Linked DNA regions of Zea mays: region 2 is linked to region 1. A link is a contact called in public Hi-C data. All regions are on one chromosome and are shown on one strand. The core of a region is the stretch at or near the end of the contact, and the rest is flanking DNA. Distances in the headings are between cores, read along the strand shown. Region 1 holds the start of LOC100275350. Region 2 holds the start of LOC100279610 (putative RING zinc finger domain superfamily protein).

Region 1 (5,604 bases), core at 579-3,078:
CTTATGGATCACAGCCAAACGGGTACTATAACAGAATTGATTCCTGAAAATCTACATATTTCTCTAGTTCAATTCAGAATCACCTTCTATCCTAGATTTTTCAGATTCATGTTATCCATGTTACCAAGCTATTGTGTCCTTACAAAATCTACAATTGACAGTAAGGTGAACTAAAATCAAATTTCCAAGAATCTACAGCTGAACTAAATAGACCCTCAGTAAGGTGAGTGTTTTTTTAGGTTGCGGTCATATCCTTTTCTTTTACTGGTGCTAAGGAGATTTGTAGTTTCCTTTTGGGTGTGATGTTTTGTAAGGGTCCCTTTTTTCTTCTTAATTCAATGATACACAATTCTCCTTAGTGTTCAAAAAGAAAAACAATTCTTCGCAAAAGAAAAACATATGATTAATTCACAAGATAGAGGCAACTTTGATTATAATAAAGATAAATATACCTTCATAAGATGTAACCTGAGATCAGTAGGGCGAACATCCTCACCAATGCAAACCATAACAAATTGTGAATAGTGAAAAAGAACATCTGCAGCAGCTTGCTTCTTCTGATCCGTCTGCATCACATCACTCACTATAAGAGCACATACAATTACAATTAAGAGTAAATTTAGACCTACTATATGGATGTGACAAAAATGCTATGTTACTGTGGATGATATTTGCATCCTCTGCAAAACCCCATTATTCTGCTGCAACATGATTCAACATCATGATCTAGTCGGAAACCAATGTAACTGAAAACAAATATTTCCTCCATTCCAAATTGTAAGTATGTTCTGGCTTTTTGAGATACATAGCTTCTGCTATATACCTAGATATACATTAGGTCTAGATACATAGTAAAAGCTATGTACCTAAAAAGATAAAACAACTTACAATTTGAAACGGAGAGGATATATATTTATACTCCTATATATTTTCTTATTTTTTATGAAATACAATTATATATGTCCAGCTCTAATACCCTAAGCATTAAAGGTTGCACTATCACCCAACAATGTGTTGACAATTGATTTTTTGTTTCCATTCAATCTAATCACACCCAAAACAGTACAAAGCTACTAAACTTTCTCATACCAATTGTATCCCTGGAATTTGTACACATGAAGTCATCAATCAATAAATCTACACAAGTACAAGTAAAGACTAAAGGTGAACTCATCCAACAACAAAAGATACTCCGATTCTACTTTACTACCTAAATATCTTGCCCTATAGTAGTTAAACATGCCACTTGTTCATCTACCATCTAGCAATTTCCAGTTGCTCAACAAGGCCGCAACTCTGCACGTGTCTACACTAGTACAATTTAATCCCAAGGGTACGTGGGGAAACAGAGCAACAGCCAGGAAGAGAGCAAAGAACCGGAATGTACCTCGTAGTCATCCTCGGCAACCATAGAACTGCTCCGCGCAGCCATTCTTAAACTATTTCCTTGCTCTGTTTGCTCTGTCAAGCAGGGGTGGACTCAGTGAAGGACATGGGTATACACATGTACACTACACTCCATAATTTTTGCAGAGCAATCGAAGTTAGTTGGCTGTAGGCGTAATGCATGCATATACACTTGTCATTAGATTTAGGTCCGAGTACGAATAGTATGTTAGGGTTTGGACGCACGGTTTCGCACAGGAGGAAGGGAAGAACAAGGGGAGGGCGTACCTACGGACTACGTTAAGGTTTGCTCGCACGGCTCCGCAGCAGGAAGGGGAGATCAAGCGGAGAGCGTACCAGGTGGTGCTCGATGGCAGGGAGGGGAAAGCCGGCGAGCTGTGGCGGCCTGGTGGTGAGAGGAGCACCGATCTGCAACAAAGACAACGGAGACGACGAATGGCCCGGTCGCCCATGAGACCTCGCGTTGCGTCTTTGCCTCCTTCGGTTGAGATGGGCCAAATGGGCTGGGCTGCTGTACTTGATCGGCCTGAAGTGGCTGTGGTCAATGGTCATTTGTAGGATCACGGTTAGGGCTGGACGAAATGCTTGTGGCTCGCTAGCTCGCTCGGTTCATGGACAGCTCGGCTCGGATCGGATCGGTCGTTTGAAATTTTTTACGAGCTGAGTTGATATCCTAGCTCGGTTCGTTAACGAGCCAGCTCGCGAGCTAAACGAGCTACCATATTCCAGTAAAACGAAACTATATGCATATCATTTACAGAATAATTGATGAACATGTTATATATATGTGAGGTTTCTATGACATATGAATTAAACTAATGATTAATAAACTATATCTATATGTTAATTTGGTCTATGCAAATATAATTATGAGTTAAACTGATGGACTTGTATGTGAATTGTGAATTAATAAGTGATGAATTGTGCTAATTTGGTGTTATATTGACGTGGTTTGTGAAAATATGAGTATAATTACTATTTTTATTGTTAAATTAGTTTAAAATTAACTAAAAAATAATTATTATGTACATTTTATTTTTTTTCCTGCTCTGGCTCGCGAGCTAAACGAGCTGAGCCGAGCTAACTCTGTGGCTCATTACCTTAACAAGTCAAGCCGAGCTGGCTCGTTAACTTAACGAGCCAGCTCGAACTCGGACGAGCCAAGCCAGCTCGTTAGCCACCCCTAATCACGGTTGGATTCAAATGAAGGGTTCAGATGAACGACTACAGAGAAAAGTCGACAAGACGAGGAGATGAGATAGGAGATTATTAAATAACAGCTTTTTGCAGTCTTGCTACAAAAATCAAGATTAGGAGTGGATTTTAGAAACTCTTGGAAGTGCTGTAATAAAACTATATATCTAAAACCCAAAAACAAAAACCATAACTTAGGAAGGAGAGAACATGCACATTACATGGTATCAAAATCAACAACATTATGTGCACGACCTCATCCCCAGTACCCGTGTTCCCAGATAGACGGATAAAAAAACGCAGGCTACCATTAGAGTTGAGGAAACCTTGGAATCAAAATACATACATTTCAGATACCCGTAGGACGCAGCTTCCTTAAATGTTGTTTCCAGCATAAACCTGTGGAATACTCAAGGCACAGCGCCATCTCAATTGCCAACATGGCTAAACACATACATGACCGTGGGGAAACCATCTTATAAACTTATATATGTAACAGTTCAAATCCCCCAGCATACCAAATAAGCATCAAGTACACCTGTGACAGAAAGATAGAGGTTCCACATCATGTTATGGCACGAACAACATGAGACTCCGACAAAAGTGCAACTCTCATGATCTTAGCCTTTTAAGGTCCCTTTCGTCACGATCGTAGTTCCGGTACTCACGCACATCCTTTCTCTTCCGATTGTCATGCTCCGGAGAACGGTATTCTTGACTGTCCATGGACAGCTCACCCTCTTCGGTATTCTCACGGTTGGTGCTCTGGTGGTGTGCAAGATGAGGCCAGCTCTGCTTTCTCTCCTGCTTGACCTTCTCATCCTCGGCAGCCAACTCCACGCCATGTTCCAGCTCCCTCTCAATGAGGTCATCGTCATCCATCACATCGACCTTTCTTGAAAAATCACCTTTCGATTTCCTACGCTTCTCCAGTGCCGCTTTCACCTTATCCTTGTTTACCTTCTTCATCGCATCCATCATTGAAGACGACACATTGGGACCTTCGTTGCTATTAGCAGTGCCATCCCTTGCATCATTTGGAGGTATCCTATAGTTTTGCTTATCTGGGTGAGGGTGGTCATAACCACGGTGGTCTAACATGTTCTGCTGGCTCGATGGTCTGGGTGCTTGGTTATGGTCATGGGCAGGAGGTTCATCAGCTACTCCTGGAACTTTACCAGGAACACGTTGATTCGCAACACTTGCAGAACTGCCTTCAGTATCATTGCCTTGTGATGGTGGTGGTTGAACACGGTTTTGCTCATACAGTTCCAACATCTGGTTGCTAACCTCTGAAAGGAGTAACCAAAAACATAAGGCATAAGCATGTAGCTTTGATGGTATAATTCATAAAAATGATCTTTCAAAGCAGAAATATGTCAAAAGTGAAGAAAAGGACCAAAAAAACATCATGACGGCAAAAAGATATATAACAAATTGCAAGACTGGCAAGACCTAACTAAACAGATGCGCTAAAATGACATCACCAAACAACTATTCCTGACTACATTTGGCATGTCCCCAGAATGCATTAAAGTCAAATAGGATTGCCTTGAGTATAGAGCCATAGATCGTGGAATTATATGTGCATTCAACCTATCTTAGTTCCACGATCAGTTTTGGACATGCCAGTTATCTTTGGCTATCCAATTTCCATGGGGTTACTAGATAGCTAATTAGTAGGAAACTAGCACTTACAAAAATGAATTTTACAGTAGTGCAGTTAAGGTGCACACTAGTGACTTTGCATCTAGAGACCAACCTTCCAGCTGCCACGGAGTTACATCAAACTCTTGCCACCAGACCTTCTCGCCATCTGATGGAAGCTTGACTTTGAGAAACTTCGCAGCGAGGAAGATTGCACCAGCCGCAATATGGTGCGGTTTAAATTGCAGGCAAAGTGAAGTGCGGAGCCTGTACACCCCTTTTAAGGCGTAGTAAATAGGGATGTTTGTGGATTACTATTTGTAATGAGGAAGAGTAATTTTAGCATACCCATCATTGACAAAATTCCAGGCAACTTGAGCAAGTGCATTTTGAGCAACCTTGAATATTTTTATTGCTTCAACCAAGGGCTTGTAAGGATGGTTCACATTCAAATCAAAACCAAGTGTCACAAGCACAACACGTTCCCCGAGTAAAATAAGTTCCTTTTGTTGTTCATATACTTCCTGAAGAAACAAAACAAACAGCCTCAGTTATTTTGCGTGCCACAGTAAACAGGACGTAAAATTGCATAAAAAGAGTCGTCCTAGCCTTGCCTTTAAAAAAAGGTACTATTGTAGGACAAATGAAAAGGAAGAGCCATCGATAGAATAATAATAGGAGAAAAGGATAATAACATCATAGGTCATGAAGTTCGGAACTTCGGATTACCTAGAACAGCAATATCAAGATATTAAATGCTCTAAATCAAATCACCTTCTGTTTTATTCGTTGAACTGCAGCAGGATCCTTTTTGTGGATGATCTCATATGAAAGAAGTATGACATCCTTCAGAGGTCTGGGTGTTTCTTCAACTTTTCCCGCCAAGAACATGCATACTGTTGCAATTGTCTGCATGTTGTAATGAACTTATATATTAAAACTTCCATTAGCAGATAATGAATAACTATCAAGTAGAAATAAGAAAGCAGTGGCAGTATGCTAAAAAGAAATGCATGTATTGACAACAAACTTAAATTTTTATGATGACTTGATGAGGATTTTATTTTTTGTCTTCCACATGTAGGTGGTACCAGAACTGTGACTGTGAGCACCAGAGGTTTACCAGTTACTACCTACTGAGATTGCGCTGACTATAGAAGAGGGTTTCTCTGGAAGAGCAGGAATGATGTCAAGGGAGGACATTGCATGATAGCTTGGCCCAAGGTGACTCGGCCACTACAATTGGGAGGACTTGGTTCATCTCATTTGCAAAAAATGGGGTGGGCCTTGAGAATGTGCTGGTTATGGCTACAGAAAATAGTACCAAATAAGCCATGGGCTTTCATCCCCACCCAA
Region 2 (5,566 bases), core at 1,524-4,023, 330 kb before region 1:
GCGGACCCAGCGGGTGGTCCATATGGTCCACGGCACATCCTAAGATCACATAAGTGTAGTTAGCATAGTGGTGTAAGTGCTATATTTTGAACTTGGTGGTCAAGGTTTGAGTCTTGTTGATCCTTGTTTTTTGTTTGTTTTTTTATTTTTTTCTTGGCACACCCTAAACATAGCAGCTGGGTCCGCCACTGGGAGACTGGGATGCCTCTATAGGCACCTCTATGCATCAGCGATTTACAGAGGTAGTTGCCTATCCATCTTTAGTAACTGTATTTTCAAAGATGGTTCTGAATTCAGAGCTATCTCTACAAATCGGTTTTTTAAAGACGGATGGTAAATCACAGTCGTCTTTATTATTGAGGTATGACATATTCCCTATTTGATCTATTCATTCCAGATTTCTTGCTCCATTTCAAAAACAACATTATTCTAGACATAAACATAGATACAAACATACACCACTCCATATAATATATATAGATAAACAATTGATAGATTGCATGATATAGCTAACTTCTACAAGTTCTAAGTTCACCCATGTATTCTAATATCAACAGAGATTCGCAAAACATCAACAAAAAAACATAGAATCTCATCTGAAAACAAGATTTACAGAATTTGGTACCCATCATTTAATTTGTCTCAGTTCGGTCTTCTGCTGATACGTACCCTGGTGCTATGAAAAAATTGTACTGGGATAGCAGTAGCACAAGAAGATAGCTACAACCATAAAGATATTATAATGATCTAGTCCTACTTGAGCGACATGCGCTCCTACAGACTGGAAGAGCTGAAACTGGTCCAAACTGTCAACTTGATGATGCATACTCTTCTGAACAGGATGCAGACGTTGAGGTGTCAATTCATACGGCGCACCCACTGCCCCAACCGGAGCTGCTTCATTGGACGACCAACATAGGGCTTGCCTTTGCGAGGACACTTCCATTTGCTGCTCGGCTCTGGTGCTGGAGATGCGTTTACTTCTGAAAAATTAGTCCTATCCGCCAAGGGACGTCTGGTTTGCTCTTGGACCAAAACCTTCTGGTCTGGAATGCTGACATTCTCTTTTAAGTTCCTCTTTTGCTTCTCTCCCCCAGTTAGGTGCCTCAGATTTTTATTTGTTATGTGTTCCTCTGGTTGCTTCCTTTTCCTCTTTACAGCGATAAAACCATCTGATGCAACTATTTCTTGTCGCCTTTTACTGTCTGATGAAAGCTTGCAGCGGTCAGCTTCCCCTAGGGGAGAATTCTCTTCACTGTCAGTTTCGCGTAATGCACAATTATCTTCAGTCTCAGCTAAACTGGGTCTGTTGCGACTAACAATATGTGTGCTGTGGTCAACACCATCTTGGATCTTTTCCCCAGTCCCAGCTCGAGTGATATTGTTAAAACTGCCAGGCAATTCAATATGGCCGTTGATGTCTTCTGCAAAGCCTTCTCCAGTATCAGCCAAAAGTGCATCATCACAGTTAGCAGACGTTTTACTCTCAACCTCCTCATCTGCAGGGGTGCTTTCTCGAGTGTCAGCTGAACTAATACGATCAAAATTGACCAGCGCCTTGTGCTCAATTGTGGCTTCTTGGCTATGTCTAGTAGCATCAGGCAAGCTTGTTGTGCAATCTATTTTTTCTGAATGCGTCTCACATATTTCATTAAGAGGAAGGCTTCTACAATCTGGCACGTGCTTCAGTGCATTTAGCTGCACAGGGAACAGACCATGACTTTCAGTTGCATTAACTTCCTCAACCTCACTAAGAAAACTCGCTCCAAACAACGCCCGCAGGCTTTGCTTCCTTTTGGGGGCGGGCTTCGTCGCATTCCCATCGACCGGGACCAAATATTTTCTAGGAAAATTCTCAGGCTCAGATTGGCCTCCAAAACCACTTTCTGTCAAAGCAACTCCACCATCCTGGAGAGAACGTTTTAATGACGAATGCTGGGTACACGGTAACGAAACCAAAGTATACAGCTAGCTGGGCTAATAGCCTAATAGGTAGGAGGATGAGATTGGCAGCGAAAAATAATAATTACCTCGAATGGGTCTTGGGTCTCGCTGCCGTCGCCGCCGTCGTGATCAGCAACATGCTCCGTAACCTCAGGAGAGTCATAAACATAGCTCGAGAACCAATTCTTGATGTCCGGCGGCTCTGACGAAGAAACAAAACGCCCAACAAAGCGTCAGCACAGTCAGAGATCCAAAATCGACGCGCCAAGAAAACGCTAAGGTTCGCGAGGGATGGAAGGGAACGCACGGGAAGGGAACGAAAGGGGGTACGAACTGCACACGTAAACCTGCAACAACAGAAATCGCGGGTGAGCGAGCGGCCTGGAGGAGCGATTCCCCCGGCGAGTGCCGTACTTGACCGCGATAAGGGTTGGGGAGCAGAAGAAAGGAGGGCTCCACGATTTCGGCTCACCTGACTTCGGCCATCGGCTTCGCCGGCGCTGTCATCCATGGCGGAGCAGAGTCTAGACGGGTATAGTAGATCTGAGAGCCGACGAGCGGGCTGGTGAGTCTTGGTGAATTGGTGATGACTGACGACACTGGCGGGGCTCGGCGTTCTCATCAAAATTCAAATTCGAAATGCCCGGGAATGACGGGGGTGCCCGCCAAACGGGAAATCATTTTGATTTTTGCCTAATCTGCAAGCGGCGAGCCCGCGACAGGCCAGAATAAAGTGGGCCGGGCCGATAACAGTCTAATCCAACTTTTAGTTTTTTTACACATCTCCAACGCGAACGCGTCTTCGTTCTGTCTCCAATTCTCCGTCTCCCTCTACCCTGCGCCCACGCAGTTGTACACCCACCCTTTCCTCACGCTCTCGTCTCTCTCCACGAAACCAACGTCCCCTCCTTCCCCAGCGCCCCGGGGGAGGAACGCCGCTGCAGCCGCCGGGAGGAGTCGGTGGGCGTCCTCCTGGACGCGAAATGCCCGCCCAGAAGCTCCTGATCTCGTCGCCCACCCCGGACGACTCCGACGGCCGCGTTGCAGTGCGTCACGCCGCCGCCACCCGCCAGCGGGTGTCGGAACTCGGAAGCAGGGACGGAGCCTCACGTGAGATGGATGGGAAGTCCGTGCGTCAGGAGAGATCGTCTCATCGGGAGCCTCGCGACGGTGGTGAGATGAACGGCGCTGCAGCGCCTCTGTCTCTCGACCCACACCAACACCACACGTCGTCTTCGATAACGCTGTCCTGGGTTGTGGACTTGTGGATATGTCTGATATGTTCCGTTTTGTTTGGGCAGTTTCGCAGATCGCGACGACGAGCAGGTGGGTGGCCGCGGCAGACGAGACTGAACCGACACCTACATCGAGTCGTTCCTATCATCCTATGCGCGCCGGCACCATGGATGAGTAAGCGCCGCTCCCTGTCATCTCTCACCCTCTCCGACCTCTCCCGGATTGTTTCGCGTGGCCGTCAAGGCGATCCGACGACCCTGTCACTACCTCGTATCTAGTATTCTAGTTTGCTAATGTCCGCTAGCTCCAGCTCGTAATTGCTGCACGCTGGCATCCAGCAAGGCCTGCGGATCCGGTGAACCGGGGAGACTAGTAGAACAATGTGCGCGACGATTGCTTCATTTGGATTGTTCTCAGTATTAGCCTCTGGTCATGGCGTCCACGAGCCGATCACCAGCTAGCACTGGCACTGGCAGCAAGAGTTGTGGATCCCTGCTAGAACCATTGAACTTGCGTGGAGTTGGGCATTCGACGGTGTGCATGTTTCCACCATGGTGACTGTTCTCGTTGGATGGCGCAGCTGTGGCCTGTGGCCGCGAGTATAACAGGAGCATCACGATCCTTATCAGTACTGCAATGCTTTCGCGCGTAGCCGCCAAGGCCGTCACATCTCATGCTAGTCCCTCGAGCTCACGCTGGCCTCTTCAGGTTCTCAGTTGACAGTGCGAGATGCAATGCAAGAGCGTGTTATTTTCCTGCGCCATTAATATCTATCAAATTGGCTTCTAGTTTATGCCCTCTGCTAACAGAAGCTTCTAGAGTTTGGATTCTTGCTCAGAGCATCAACCATTTCCTTTCATCCCGAAGACTAGCTACTCCTTCATATCCTTCCTGTTAGCCATATGCCCATATATCCCAGTCAATCTTTCAACAGACGAGCGCACGATCTACGCGACCAGACATCCATGCTATCGCGCGCCCGTCCTCTGCAAGACCGGCTGGGGTATATGGCTAAGGCTAACACTTCCCTCCAGCATCCTTAAGTAAATAGGAGCACGAGGGAGTACACGTTCACAGTGAGATATAAACTTGCAACGCTGTACCAACCACAACAAAAAACTAGAGAAAAACTAATAAAGTTAGCATATCGTCATCACTTATCATTTACCAACCAGCCTGAGTGCCTGACAATTAATCTGTAGCCTAATGAACTGAAGAGTTTTTTTTATAACTCTGATCAACCCTTTTGATAACAAAACTGAACAGGTGAATTGAGGGCTTGTAACCTCTGCACGCCAACATAACCAATGTTGTCAGGAGTAGAGTTGTGTGGATAACTGAACATATCTTAGTTAGTGCTGCATATTCTAAAACATTCCTTTGCATGCTTAGCGTCTTCAGGAACAAAGGAGAATAATATTTTCATGGCTCTAGTGCAATTGACTTCTGCTACATGACTACATCCACATCGTAGGAACACCCTTGGTTTATTTGTTTTTAGTGGACCTTCCTTTTCCAGTCTTCTTACCTTGCTAGTATATTATGTCGGTAGCTTGCTCAGTTGTCAGTTCCACTGGCCACCGTTGCAAGTCGTTTGGTTTGTTGTCATGCAGTATCAAAATTGTCCTTTCTTGACTCCCCTGCCGTAAGCTATGCAGACGTTAGAGTCTACACTGTTTTGGTCTGGGATGGTTCGCCTTCAACGTGTTCTACAAACTGACGAACAGAGATAAACCACAAGCGAGTCCACTCTCTAGACTGATCTTCGCCAGTCCGCCGGGCGCCAGAGACTGGAAAGGTTGGTTGAGAACCGGCAGCCTGAGCAAAGCAAATGAACATTGGGGGAGCATCCAGACAGGCAGGCACCGCGCATCGCCGGCCGCCGGCAGAGCAGAGCCACAGAGGGGAGCCGAGAACATTGGCGCCTGTGTGCCGAACAAGACGCGCAAAGCCGGTGAGGCAGCTGCGATTTTGCCTGGTGCGTGTTCAGGAATCTCAGCCTTAATCTGAAACCAAAACACCTGTGCTGTGCGTTCTCCGTTCTCACGTGGATCGAGCGGTATGCAAATACAGCCCTCGCCTGGGAGTAGTCACTTGCAGAATCGGAGTAACAGCTGACAGTCCCAGTCCCAGCAGCCCCGGGAACGCGGAGCGTCGGTAGGGGAGCCGGCCGCGGCCCGCCTGCATGCGTTGTGCGTCGCTTGCTGCTTCCAGTCAGAGAAGCAGCAGGCGCCGGCCCCCACCGGCAGCAAGCCAGCAAGTGAGATAGACGACCCCAACAAAGCCTGTAAACCTACCACAAAACGACCACCTCTTCTTTCGCGAACCCTGCCCTTGGTGGCTTGGTTTATTTATTTTCCTCTTCCTCTCCGCCTCGGCGCCTCCC

Evidence for each region. A called contact is a pair of places that touch in the nucleus more often than the background predicts.
Region 2: a contact with region 1 is called in a Hi-C map of tassel, with 3 times the contacts expected there. The contact joins the promoter of LOC100279610 here to the promoter of LOC100275350 in region 1. A contact is called at or near these places in 4 of 25 Hi-C or Micro-C datasets (ear, leaf, root tip and 1 more).

The regions. Positions count from the first base shown.
Region 1 is chr10:137,771,971-137,777,574 of Zm-B73-REFERENCE-NAM-5.0, reverse strand. It overlaps LOC100275350, which reads right to left and starts at 1,828. Exons shown (of 5, transcript NM_001151968.2): 1 at 1,744-1,828; 2 at 1,388-1,461; 3 at 453-566. The coding sequence starts at 1,432. LOC100384646 reads right to left here. Exons shown (of 7, transcript NM_001177136.1): 4 at 5,023-5,157; 5 at 4,597-4,772; 6 at 4,364-4,515; 7 at 3,066-3,893. The coding sequence ends at 3,214.
Region 2 is chr10:138,107,687-138,113,252 of Zm-B73-REFERENCE-NAM-5.0, reverse strand. LOC100279610 (putative RING zinc finger domain superfamily protein) reads left to right here and starts at 2,773. Exons shown (of 10, transcript NM_001357900.1): 1 at 2,773-3,117; 2 at 3,246-3,354. The coding sequence starts at 2,928. LOC100304215 reads right to left here and starts at 2,492. Exons shown (of 4, transcript NM_001165665.1): 1 at 2,417-2,492; 2 at 2,252-2,291; 3 at 2,031-2,146; 4 at 522-1,908. The coding sequence starts at 2,455. The coding sequence ends at 859.